Regions from separate parts of the Arachis hypogaea genome. Here region 1 is linked to region 2. A link is a contact called in public Hi-C data. All regions are on one chromosome and are shown on one strand. The core of a region is the stretch at or near the end of the contact, and the rest is flanking DNA. Distances in the headings are between cores, read along the strand shown.

Region 1 (2,904 bases), core at 191-2,690, 200 kb after region 2:
ATTAGGATTCTGGAATCATTGGTTGGAAGTTGTGGGTCGTCAATGACTTCATCATTGACTTGATTCAACACATGAAGAGGTGGAGGAGCCGGTGGTTCCACCATGGGGCCTTTGCCTTTGTCTTGGATAACGGCATGAGATGAAGAGGCAGCCATTGAAGGGTAAGGAGAAACGAAGATTGGAGAATAGAGGTTGTGTAGGAAAAATAGATGTAAGAGAAATCGAGAGAATAAGGGTTCGAGAAAGTTTAAAAAAAATGGAAGTGTCGAATTTAAAAGGGATTTTCACTGTAGTTGTTATCGCAGATAGAGCTCAAAGGAAAAAGAGGTAACTTTGCGAAGAAGGCGAAGTGGTGGAGAAAGAAAGTGCAAATTGTGGGAGGGTCAGTATTAATTGGGAAGTTAAATGGTAATTATTACTGATTCAGGAGATTGAAGTTTTGAATTTGGATTAAGTGTTTCATCTTCCAAGAAACGGTTTCAAAGACAAACACATTAATCCAAGCGGGCAATTTGTTAGTCGAAAAATATTTTCAACTGGAAAAAGCTAATTCGAAATATTAAAGAGATTATTAAGATGAAAGCAGAGATCGAAAAGGTGCACGTGCAGGCGTTAATTGGGAGTTACTCAACACGGACTCGATATTAGACACCTTATTAAATTGAGCAAGCACGGTTGAGCAAACATTTGGATGAGAAATCGAATAGTTGCTCGAATAAAGAATCGAGCGGTTACGATTAATAGAGAAGTTGAAGGCATTCTTCAAGTGAGGAATTTATGGGTAACGTCTATGGGTAGAAGAGCGTAAACGGTTACCTAAGAATCCGCATACAAGGCAATGTCGTGTAATTAAGGATCGGTGGGTTATAAATATTATAAAGTTTTAAGAAATAAAGGTTGGAACTTTGCTTCAAAAATTACTCACGCGCACTCACATCCCAGGGACTTTCTGCTTCGAGTCAATTTTCTGTAGGGTTCCTTCCACATGTCTTTACTTTCCATTTACATTTTCTGCAAAACTTTATCTTTCAATCAAGTTTATATTTCGGGCAATGTTTAATTTTCGAATTCAATTTACATTTCAGTACCTTTAATTTTCATGTCCAAAATCCTTTGACACAGTCGAAGGCATTTTATTACTTTCTTTAAATTTCAACACAACCCTTTTCAATTCCAATCAATTTACCTTTCGAATTCTTTATTTTACATCTCTTTTATTCCTTTACAAATTTTAATTTATTGTTTATTTCAATACTCATCTAATTCAAGATACTTTGATATACTTATAGAAAATTGATACCTGCAAAAGTGGAGTTGGTTTCACTCTCATACTATTAGATATCAAACCACCCTCAATTTACTAAATCTACAAAACAAGAATAATTTTTAATAATTTATTATTCTATATCCATGTACTTCATAATTGGTTGTTTTGTGATTATTTTCTCTCTTCTCGCCTATATAATTCCTTTCGAGTCTTCGGTTAGTTTTTCTCAATTCCACACCGACTTTTTTTCATAGCAGGACCTTGTTTCAATTTTTGTAACTCCGCTCTCAACATGGCAGGAGAAAACACAAAGCAGTTAGAGGAAGCAGTTACAAGTGATTCCACTTATGACAGAAAAGCCGAAGGGAAAGCATTCGAAGATTCCAAAGTCGGCGTTAGAGGCCTTATAGAATCCGGTGTGACCAAAATCCCACGCATGTTCCACTCCGGCAAGTTGGACGCCAACGAAACTCAAGCAACTGCCTATGATTCCAATGTTCCCATCGTCGACATCAGAGACATAAAGAGCAGCACAACTTTCCGCGCCAAAGTAATTGAAAATATTCGCAGGGCATGCCATGAGTGGGGAATTTTTCAGGTGATTAATCATGAAATTCCAGTCAGCATCTTGGACGGTATGATCGATGGGATTAGGCTGTTCCATGAACAAGATGCTAAGGTAAGGAAAGAGTTTTATTGCAGGGATCTTGTAAAGAAGAAAGTTTTGTATCATTCCAGTGTTAGAGCTAATACTAACCAGGCTGCTAATTGGAGAGATACTCTTACTATGTTGGTTGCTCCTCATCCACCCAAACCAGAAGAAATACCAGAAATATGCAGGTAATAGAAAACATTATCAGCTTGATTCCAATTTAAGCTCAAGTGCTCATTAGCTATTAGAAGTTAAGTTATTTAGTTACTCCATCCCTTGTCTTCAAGATAGTTGTCTATTATAGTACTAAATACATATATTTAAAACAAAAATCTTAAGAGACCTTCACTCTTTATCAATTTTGGCATAACATTTTGGCTCAACATTTTTTTTTACTATAAATATTTAAAATTTAAAATTTAAGATTTAAAATTTAGTATTAAATATTCTTAGAAAGTTGGTAAAAAATAATCAATTTTATTGGTCATATATCATTGATCAAGACTAGATAATTTGATTATATATTGAACAATTTAACTTATAATGGGGTAATACCGTTTTTTATATTATGTGGTCTGTGTTATAAAGAAGGTAAAACAATATTTAGATACTTTTGCAATCATGTTTGGGAGACATTAGAATTAGTTATAATAATTATATAATTTTAAATATAATAAATATATAAATAAATATTATATACATAAAATTATAAAGGTTAAATTATGGAATTTTTTTAAATAAATAATTTAATTATTTTAATTACTAAAATAAATAATTTATAATGTATTTACCAATTTACACCACATTTATTTTGATAATTAAAATAATTATTTTGATAATTAAAATATTTAAAAATCCTAAATTATGTTTCATTAATACTATTTTATTTTTGCAAGCAGTCTAGAAAAAAAAATAAGAACTTACTTTATTTATAAACAATTAATGAAGATTAAATAAGATAAATTCTGATTAATTTTAACTAATT
Region 2 (2,716 bases), core at 197-2,696:
ATTGATCACATAAATAGATATCGAAAACAATAAATGTAATTGATCATGTAAACGTGCATGATAATTAAACTCTTGTTGATTATTCATTTGTTAATTCGGATAGATGTTCGGAGAAACTCCGATGTACCTTGTACAGATCTATTAGTACATTATCAAGAGATTCTTGAGATTGTTTGGGGCAGAGGCTTCTAAATGAGCAAATGGCTTCAATTGCTTCTTCGGATCTGTCTAACTGTTTCATCACCACCGCCATATCTTTCAAGGCACTGTCCACTTTATCCCCTGAATTTATTGCTTTCCAAAAGAATACAATTGCAGCTTCAGGGTCCTTATCTACCAGCTGCATATACAATATATAATTCAGATTAGTATATTTTAGTAATTTACTTATTCATTACAAGAAAATTGGAACTTTTATTAATCCGAAACTTCAGTCACCGCTAGTGTAGCTTCTCTTGTTGGGTCAAATCAATAGCAAACTCAAGCAAAAATTCTGAATTAAAACCATGGACGACGCATTAGATAAGAAAACGAAAAAGAGAGGAGAAGAAAAACCACATTCGGATTATACTTGAGATGCATCACCAGCTTAAGATATGCAGCAGTCTAATTAAGCTATGAATCATTATCTTATTTTCTTTTTCTTTCTTATTCAAAATAATTTTAAGAAAGGAAAAAGATAAAATAAAAGGTCAGTTGTACATAAATTTCAATCGCAATGACATCGCTTGTAAAAATGTTTCATTTACCACCTAGACTTTCTCATTAATTAATAGGTAGAATAATCTATATTTTTAAACTATACCAGTAAGATTGTGAAGCCAGTCTTTAATCCAATTTTTGGTGACTCATGGCCAATGGAAGCTGTTAATTTAGTGTTCATGAACAGGCTTCACTAATTCTATAGAATTTATTCTTATTGAATCAAACAGTAATGAAGTGGCATCATAAATAAAATACCTCTCATCATCATAAAAATAGTGCAACGTACAGCTGAATAACTCAACAAAACAAAACTAAGTAGTAACAAGAAAATAAAAAAGTGAAAATCATTGTGTAGTATTATTATTACCTGAGCATGCTTGGCTCTAACATAAGGTCCATCCCCAAAAGGAACCTTGTGAAGCACATGGTAAATATCATCTCTCTTTCCCTTTGGAGAAGAAGAAGAAGAACTCTTGTTATTGTTGCAACCACCTCTTTCTTCCATTTCTCTTTTATATTTTTATGAGACGCGGCGGCACAGAGATCAAAGCAACTAAAACGGTTGGATGCCTTCGTTCTACTTTTTTTTTTTTCCGGGTTGAGCGTTACAAGAGCCAAACACGCTTTCAAGTTTCAACAAACAAGAAAAAGCAAGGTTTAGCAGTAGAAAAGAGAGGGAGAGAAGAGGGAATGACAAGAACAAAGAGAAATAACGAATTTGGTTGGTTTTGCGTCCATATTCATTTGGCCTTGGCGGTTCCTCACTATAGAGACAATCAACGACTGTGACTTTGAGTATAGACACGTGTCGTTTTATGATTTCATCTTAGAAAAGCACGATGCAACTTGAGGTATAATGCCACTGAATCATGCTAGATATTAGGTGCATATTTCGGCAAGGAGAAATTTCCCTTTACACTTTAATATTAAGAAGTAAATTAATATTTACTGTTTTGTATAGTGATAGAATTCAATTTCTTGACTAAAAAATATATGGCGAATTTTATTTAGTTTTCTTTAAAATAAAAAATAAGTTATTCTTTGTGATATGTCTAATAATTACTTGATAAAATAGGATGATTTATCACAGTTAATATTAACTCTTAATTTAATTTAAATTATGATAATATAACTAGCTAATTAACTAAGGTATAAACTTTTTTTGTAATTTATAAAAATTACTAGAAATTACATTTTGTAATTTTAACCACACAATAAAAAAATTTTAAAAAATAAAAAAAATTTTGGTGCCTCTTTAAGATTGAAAGCCAGTAAAGATTCTGTTTATATCATCCTATCTTAAAATTAAGAAAATATATTATTGCACTCTCTGTATCAAATGATTTATTGTTCAATATTATTAACTAACTTTTTCATATGTTCATATTTATCACTCTTCATACTCACTTCTTTACCAAGCATTTAACATCTTATCACCCTGAGCCTTACCTCTAACCGTAAAGTAAAAGATAACAAAATGCCACGACAATTCTAAAACTCATACAATAATATATATAGAAAGAAGTAATAATACTAGAAGCACGATCTAAGGAATAGGAGTTCAAAGATAGTTAAACAGAAGAAACAAATCGTGAAGCGTTCACACACGATAACTAAAACGCAAAGGCACGACAAGAACGGAATATAATATATACAACCTTGCATAAAGCTCCAAGATACAAGGTAGTGGCTAATAGATAAACAAGTTATATGTATACACTATCAAAAAGGGAAACTAGCCTCAGCCCACGGAGTTTAGGCTGATTAGTTAAAAATACAACATAATGTTTATAAAAGGCTTACTTCCTATTTCTCAAAATTTAATGCAAAAGCCTCTAAGGTAACAAAATATGATACAAAATGAGAGAACTAATAATAAATTAAAGTACAAAACAAAGCTGAATCATCATCCACTCTGTCACCAAGTTTGGAAACTCACCAATGTGGGTTGCGACATGTATCTTAAAAACAACAACAATATATAGTAAGAGAACTAGAGGTTCTCAATATG

What was found. A called contact is a pair of places that touch in the nucleus more often than the background predicts.
Region 1: a contact with region 2 is called in a Hi-C map of leaf, with 3 times the contacts expected there. The contact joins the promoter of LOC112796785 here to the promoter of LOC112796783 in region 2. A contact is called at or near these places in 3 of 8 Hi-C or Micro-C datasets (leaf and an unstated tissue).

The regions. Positions count from the first base shown.
Region 1 is chr4:62,255,941-62,258,844 of arahy.Tifrunner.gnm2.J5K5, forward strand. It overlaps LOC112796785 (1-aminocyclopropane-1-carboxylate oxidase homolog 12-like), which reads left to right and starts at 1,441. Exons shown (of 4, transcript XM_072235570.1): 1 at 1,441-1,482; 2 at 1,567-2,107. The coding sequence starts at 1,704.
Region 2 is chr4:62,052,975-62,055,690 of arahy.Tifrunner.gnm2.J5K5, forward strand. LOC112796783 (protein SULFUR DEFICIENCY-INDUCED 1) reads right to left here and starts at 1,447. Exons shown (of 4, transcript XM_025839401.3): 1 at 1,073-1,447; 2 at 128-340. The coding sequence starts at 1,210.